Regions from separate parts of the Mus musculus genome. Here region 2 is linked to region 1. Evidence: chromatin contacts called from public promoter capture Hi-C data. All regions are on one chromosome and are shown on one strand. Each heading gives the region's core, a stretch centred on a gene start, on an enhancer-like site or on the middle of the called end of the contact. The rest is flanking DNA. Distances are from core to core; before and after follow the strand shown. Region 1 holds the start of Cd164 (CD164 antigen). Region 2 holds the start of Qrsl1 (glutaminyl-tRNA synthase (glutamine-hydrolyzing)-like 1).

What was found. Promoter capture Hi-C pulls out the DNA fragments that hold promoters and counts their contacts.
Region 2: a contact with region 1 is called in a promoter capture Hi-C map of liver, with 6 times the contacts expected there. The contact joins the promoter of Qrsl1 here to the promoter of Cd164 in region 1. A contact is called at or near these places in 2 of 39 promoter capture datasets (liver and pre-B cells).

The regions. Positions count from the first base shown.
Region 1 is chr10:41,517,345-41,521,224 of GRCm38.p6, forward strand. It overlaps Cd164 (CD164 antigen), which reads left to right and starts at 2,156. Exons shown (of 6, transcript NM_016898.2): 1 at 2,156-2,356. The coding sequence starts at 2,191.
Region 2 is chr10:43,899,144-43,903,074 of GRCm38.p6, forward strand. It overlaps Qrsl1 (glutaminyl-tRNA synthase (glutamine-hydrolyzing)-like 1), which reads right to left and starts at 2,593. Exons shown (of 11, transcript NM_001081054.2): 1 at 2,471-2,593. The coding sequence starts at 2,494. Rtn4ip1 (reticulon 4 interacting protein 1) reads left to right here and starts at 2,664. Exons shown (of 9, transcript NM_130892.5): 1 at 2,664-3,393. The coding sequence starts at 3,120.

The sequences.
Region 1 (3,880 bases), core at 906-3,405:
ACCCTGACTAAGACACCACAGGAACTTTTCAATAAACCAAATTAATTAATTCAAAGGTATTTCCCTAACATTAAAACTGTTTTCTTCCTTACTTTCCCAAAATGGAACCACTACCTTTTACACAATGTAAATATTTGATATGCATAATATCTGATATGTGACCCCAAGAGGGTCTAGCACACTAGTTTTCAACTAAGGTTGTTGATTTTACCATTGGGGCACACTGAAAATGTTAGGGGGGGTGGTGTTGGCACAAGGGAAGTGTAGGGTGTTTTCTACCCTCTCCTAGATAGAGGCCAGGTTGTTATTACACAACCTATAGAGACTAGACAGGAAGAGTCAACTAGCCACAATAGCGTCAAAGTTGAGAAATAAGACAATAAATGGAATTTGGCTCCTTTAAACTGAAAATAAAGCTGATTCTACAGCAGTGAAAATGACTTTGGAACTAAATCTTGATCTAGTACTGTATATGCTATTAAAATAAACCGAGCCAGCAGTTTGTTAGTCTTGAAATTGTCCCCTTATAGAAACGAAAGGAAATCTGATGACTATAGTTGGAACACTCAAGTGACAAGCTGTTAAATCAATGGTCCCCACAGCAGAGTGTGTTCATCCTAGGGACAAATGAGATCATCGATTTGGGAGCAGGAAGAGGAGATGGAACATAACCTCTGCTTTAAAATCTCCAAACAGAAGTTCTTCTTTTAGCCTAGGTGTCATGTGAGGCGTTTGAGAGAACAGCAGCTTCTCTAAAGCTCTTATGATGACTATTTGACTGCACCTTAATGCTAAGACCATTGATTTGGTCAGTCACAACCCACTGGCTCATATTTATTTTACAGAGTACACCCACAAAGGAACCACATTAAATTCATTACTGGCAGAAATAAGGGCTTTCAATCTTTCGCTAAAGTTGTAAAAATGCTTTTAGAGTCATTTTTTAAAATGCATACTACAGCGAAACAGACACCACCGAAACATCTGATATTCTTGTTATTAGGGTCACATGCATAATTAAAATTATGACATTAAAATTGTAACATAAAATATGGCAAACGCTAAACAATCAAGACAGCATAGTGCAAAACCCAGGGACTCTTGCATGAGGGACAATCGTTCTACCAAATGAACTACATTCCTAGCTCTACCTATCATTTTCAAGTCTCATTTAAAAAAAAAAAAAAAACCAAAACCACCTACTATAAGCATGTCAAGCGTTGATTATTTTGTGAGACCCGGCATCAGATGGCGCTCACGACTAAAGAGAGCCAGAGTCCGCCAACAGGCACTGAAAATGCCTGTTCTGCCACTATGCTATCCTAGTGTCAGGGTCAGGTCACTTTCCCCAAGTCTCATACTTCGTCGCTCGTGATGTGGGGATAGGAAGAGGCACGAAGGCTTTTCATCCCTAGCCGTCTTCCTCTCTGACCACAGTGATTGGGGCTGGGACAGATCGATCCCTACTGCGGATCTCTGAGTGACTCGGAAGAAGCAGGTGAGGCAAGGGCACCGGTGGCGGTTACGACAAGGAAGCGTCCGGGACAGATCACTTTCGGTCCCACCCACAGCTACGGGCACTGAACCAGTGGCCCGGCAAACTCTTGGATCCCGTGGTTCCGTCATTACTGAGTCCCCGAACTCTCAAAAACAAAAATTCACACTTAAAAATAAATCAAGCTTCACGGAAGAAAAGGCGGCTCCTACAGAGCCCTAGGCGAGCGCGGTCAGCAGAACTCAAGCTCAGCGGTCTCAGAGCCTCCGGGCTTCTTACCCGCAGCGCGCTACCGAGGGGTCACGTGACACCTCGCGGCCCGCCTCCCAGGCGGCGCAGGTGGACGCCCCTCGCTACGTCACGTGGGCAGTTCCATCCTTGCCAGGGCGGGGGGAGATCATCCGTGGTGCAGATGTGAGGAAAGCTCCATTGTGCCGCGCGTGATCCTCCCAGGACAAGAAGGACGGCTTGCGACGCACGGACTGCTGCCCTAGAGGTCTCCGCGGCCGCTTCTCTCCCTCCGGCCGGCTTCCTAGTGGTCTCGCCCGTTCCGCCCCGCCCCGCCGGGCTGCTCACGTGACCGGCGCGCGCTCCCGCGGGGCGGGCTTCTCGGGGGGCGGCGCCGCAGGGACGCAGTGCTAGACGGAGCCTGCTTTGCCGCAGCTTTTCTCCCGGACGCCTGGGCTGAAGACACAATGTCGGGCTCCTCCCGCCGACTGCTCTGGGCCGCCACCTGCCTCGCCGTGCTCTGCGTCTCGGCCGCGCAGCCCAACATCACCACCCTGGCTCCCAACGTGACCGAGGTGCCGACCACGACCACCAAAGTGGTCCCGACGACGCAAATGCCCACCGTGCTACCAGGTGGGCGCCCGCCGCACGCGCCGAGCCGGTGGGGACTCGCGCAACATGGCCGCCCGGCCGGAGGACGGCGGCCCGACGGGGTGGGGGGCGAAGGCGACAGGCGAGCTAGGCCGCGAGCGTTGCCCTCAGAGGCGCCATCCCCCCAAGCGCCTGGTAACTCCGCGCCGCAGCTCGGGACGGCGACGTGGCTTGCTTCCGCGGTGGCAGTTAGGAGTAATTGGACGAGGCGACGCGCCCCGCGGTCGGCGGGGTGCGCAAACTTTGGGCTCGTGGGACAGACTCTTGTCCTCCCCTCGAAACTTCTCCGGAAGTTTCTAATGAAGGAGTTCGGGATAGGTGGGGGACATTTAGAGATGAGTTGGGTGTCCCTTTGCCCCCTCCCACCAGCGAGCCTCCTGTAACTTCACGTTGACTTAGCTGAGCGGTGTTGGCTGTATCTGAGATTTGAGTGGTAAGGGAAGAACGAGGCTTGTGGCGGATGATGAGAAGTGAAACCTAGGGACATATAAAGAGCAAGATGTGATCTCCCGGGGGCCTGTGTTTTAAGGCTGTGGAGTTAGGTTGAAATTCAGTCTGTCCGTTTTTCTGAAATCCGATCAAGGAACACGCCTTTTGTTCAACTCTAGGGTTCGTTAAGGCTTGTACAAATTGGCATAGGCCGTGACGACGCAAATGAGACAGAAGGTAAATTTGAAGTAATGAGGTGAAAACACGACGTGCTTTAAGTTGGTTATTGCTCTTAATCTAGTAACTGCGCTTCTCAACCTAAAGATTGACTTGTCCTAGTGCCTTCTCTAGGGTTTTGGTTTTTTTTTTTTTTTTTTTTTTTTAATATGAATAAAACTAAGTAGTTCCCGATTTTTTGTTAGAAGGATGCTAGGGTAACAGATATTTTTAAATGAACAAAGTAAATTACAGAACAGTTCTGGGAATCTCTATCACGGTTAAAGTGATAAAGTAAAATATTGTTTGACTCCTACCTACTTGACAATTTCCTCCCAGACTTGTAATGTGTGGGTTCTTCATATTGTTTTAAGAGAAGCCTGGAAATACAAGTTAATTGCCTTGTATAATTGAAATGCCCACAGAGGAGATAACTTGTGTTTTCTGGCAATTACGGGGTTAGCTGCAGCATTCCGAAGGCTGCATCCATTATCAGGCTACACTGTTGTGAACAGCGTGTCTTAAGAACGAGTACTTTATGAATGGTTCTTCGTGTCCTGTTTGCAGTAAATACGTGTTGAGATCCAGGGCTTCAGCAAAGGAGAATGGTGCAGGCGACTAGTTTCTAGAAAAGAAAGGAACTTAGCTCCATTCTGGCCTGCTAAATTCTAATTTCTGGATTGTTTGGTTTAGTGTTCCCGAAGCCCCAACCATACAGTTGTTTTGTTGCCACTTTGTAACTAATTGTGTTGCTTGTTTTGAATCCTAATGTAAATATGATAGGCAGATGGTCTTAGCAGGCCCCTGTGAAAGGGCTGTTCCACTCACCCACACCCCCAGAGGGGTCAGGACCCACAGGTT
Region 2 (3,931 bases), core at 1,343-3,842, 2.4 Mb after region 1:
CTGCACACAGCCAGCAATGCAGCAAGGACACCAGTGTCAACCTCGAGGAAATGGATTCCCCACTCCTTATAGAGAACAAACTTAGTAAGGCTAGCTTGGGCTACAGAACAAGAGTCTAACTCAAAAAAGAAAAAAAAAGGAACAAATTTGATTTTTCACTAACAGTATATGTGTGATGGCTCTTCCCAGTTGTTAACTTGACTTGACTCTATCTGATATGCCACATACTATGTAAGATTTTATATATATCTCACATACAATGTACGGTAATTGTAATTTTATAAATTAGCATTTATATATATTTAACATATATGTCACCTTTCTTATATATTATATACAAATATATTAGCATATATGCATATATGTTTATATATACATACACACATATTTATATACAGATATGTTAATTTAATGTATATGCACATGTGTATATGTACATATACACATATGTTAACATAATATCTATATATCACTGAAATGGTGCCAGCTGAAAAAGAAAAGACTCTCAAATGGAGACACAAAAGGGAGAGGGAAGCGGTAGGCAGGATAGGTACTCAATACTAAGGTACCAGGATCTACCCAGAGACCCCATTAAGCCATACACTCTAGGCTTTAATCACACAGATCTTTCTAATTGAGTCTAGTGTGGTAACCAGCTGAAGGTTAACTAAGGCCCCAGGTGATTCTGAGTGGGTGAGCAGACTGTTGTAAAGCTTGAAGAGAGTTTGGCCCCAAACAAAGGCAGGCGAGCCATATTGAAGCAAGACTAAGACTTAAGGTGGGACGGTATCTCAAGAGAACAGACTAGAGGGCTTAGTGAGTTGATGGACAGGGAGAGTGAAGGGCAGTGTACAGACCCACGGGTAACGGTGTGCTTCCCGGTTTTGTTCTGGCTTGGGCAATGACACCTCTGCTTTGTTTAGAGTGTTCTGGGCATTTGGAAGAGCCCTCCAGAAGGCCCTCACAGATACGAGCCTGGGCAGGGCTTCTGAAGCTTTTTCTACTCACAATCCTTTTGTGCTAGACAAGCTTTGCAAAGCACAGGTATACTGAGATACAAAGTAGGTATACAAGGCATTAATTGCTAAATCATAAAGGATTTGATTTTAGAACCATTCTATGGAGTCTAGAGTAGTGCCTCAGCAGCTAAGAGCACTGGCTGCTCTTCCACAGGCCCTGAGTTCAAATCCCAGCACCCATAAGGCAGCTCTCAACCACTTAAGACTGTAGTGACATGGGATCTGATACACTCTTCTGGTGTGCAGACATACATGCAGTCAAAAGACCCATATACAATAGATAAATAAATAAATAAATATAGATATTTACAAAATTATTTGGTGTACATAATTCTACTATTAAAGATGAAAGTAAACCTGCATACCAATAAATGCATAGACTTGCTTATTTTTAAATAAAGAATTAAATCCTGGCTGTAGGTTTCCTCAACGTTTTTCATTTTTTTTCAGTTTACCAATATTTTGATTTGATATATCAGTGCTGAGAACACCACTTTGCATAAATATGTTGTACAAAATTGTAGGAGCATGTTTAGCGCCATATTGGGAAAAAGCTGAATAATCTCACATCAAAACTTATTTAGTGATTTTTGAATGAGACTCAAGTCAATAACTCAGCCATTTTTAGAATCAAGCACCTTAAAGCAACAAATCCCAAAGATGCACGCATTTCACACTTAGGGTATGACAAGCTGAAAAACGATTTAGTAAAATATTAAAAGGTTTTGCTTTCTGAAATTAAATAATTATGTTTCTACAAGTTTAGAAAAGTTGCTCATATGTTAAATCTTAATAAACAATACTCTCGATTCTGAGTTGAGATGTTTCCGGCAGCATTTGCTGGGCAGTGCACACATACCCTGCTGCAGAGAGTCGTGAGGAAGCACCGCTGGGTGCGGTCAGAAACACCTTGAACTCACAACTCACAGTTTGATTTTTGAATTAACTTTGCCCACTGTCTCAGGAACACTCCTCCTTCCCTTTCAAAACTGCTGTCACATTTTCTCCTACATTTGTGGTTGCGACCTACAGCTTAAGTAGATGTTCAAACACGATGTGGTAGAAATCCTAGTTTTTTTTTGTTTTTTTTTTTAAGCCACCAATTTTTTTGTTTGTTTCAAATGTGCATGCTACAAAACCGCCCCGTCCCTAAGCGAGCACAGCAGCGACGGGACTGAGATGGCTTGTCTGAGAAACCTCTCCCTAATCGCGCGGGTTGACTGTCGTTCCACTCCACGGCTCAGGGGTTCAAACTTTTTGACGTTCTGACTCTAGGGGATTGACTCAGCGTGTACGGTAAGAGCTTAGGTTCGAATCCCACTTCCCACTCAGGAATGTAGGCGGTCGGGGGGGGGGGGCGTGCCGTGCGGCGTGACCCGGGGCGACCTTGAACTTCCGAGTCCTCCAGTGTCTCAGCCCTCCCTGGTCCCCTCCTGGCCATGTCCACTCACTTCTCGGAGAGTCCGGCCCAGCATAGCCCTCGGAGTCAGCCGGTAGCACCGGGTCCCGGAACAGAGGAAGGAGTCAATCTCTGCCACCGGCGTTACATGGGCGCAGACATCTTGGCTCCTCTTTAACAACGAGCGCCTGGATTGGTCGAGTTCCGGGCGGCGGAAATGATCTCTGCACACGATTGGCTCGCGCGCCGGCGACCGGAGGCGCGCGGACAGGCAAGGAGACCGCGGCCGGGGTCGTGTCAGGAATCCGCCTGACCTAGGAATTGCTAGCCTTGTTTGCTTGTCCCTCTGAGGACTCCCTGCTTGCTTGCTTTTTTTTCCTTAAGGGGAAGGAGAGCGTAAGGAAGGAATGGCCAGTGTACTGACTGGACGCCAACTGGGACATTTCTGACGTGGGGAGCACAGTAGCAATTCTATTTTAATTCCGTCGCGGCTTTAGGTTGAGTTTGCTTCTGAAAGCTCCCCCTCGCTTAATTGACCTGTGGGTTTGGCAGATTTTGGCTGAATTGAAATGTGTTAGTTTGACCTGCTTCAGGTCCTTTCTCTCCACCGTCGCACCCCCCACCCCCGCTCCTCCTTTCTTTTTTCTTTTTCTTTTTTTCTTTTCTTTTTTTCGAGGAAACGTTCTCCATCCCTGCTCAGGATGGGCGTTTTGAAGACCTGTGTACTTAGAAGAAGTGCTTGTGCCGCCGCCTGCTTCTGGAGAAGGACAGTTATCCCAAAGCCACCATTTAGAGGCATTAGTACTACGTCTGCGAGGAGCACTGTCATGCCCGCTTGGGTGATAGATAAATATGGAAAGAATGAAGTCCTTCGATTCACCCAGAACATGATGTTACCTATCATACACTATCCAAATGAAGTCATTATCAAAGTCCACGCTGCCAGTGTAAATCCTATAGATGTTAATATGAGAAGTAAGTTGTCCGGGTTTGTTTGGTTTTAAATCAAAATTCACTGGGCACACAGGTGTTTTGTTGTTTTTCTTTTGAAACAAGGGGTCGTTGTCTAGCCCAGGCTGGCCTCCAATTCATTGTATACCACTGACTAGTCTCCACTCTGCCGCCCTCCTGCTCTGCCTCTCCAGGCCTGGGATTTAGCAGGTGTAGACCACACCTAGTTAATAGACTACATTTAGGTTGGCGTGAGGGAGTCATTTAGGTTTCTTATTACATGTATTTATTTTGTGTTTGGGTGTGTGGAACAGGGCCCAAGTGGAGGTCAAAGGACATCTTGTGGGAGTGAGTTTCTTCCTTCTACCAGGTAGGCTCCGGGCATTAAACTGACCACCAGGCTTGGTAGCAAGCACCACTATAGGCAGAGCCATCTGGTTTCTGATACTATCCCTGCAAATATTTACGACGTTTTGTTGTCACAACTGCTAAGGTATACTTTAATCTTTTATTAAATGTGTTTGTTTCCTTTCACATATGAGTTGGGACCGAGAAGTGATAT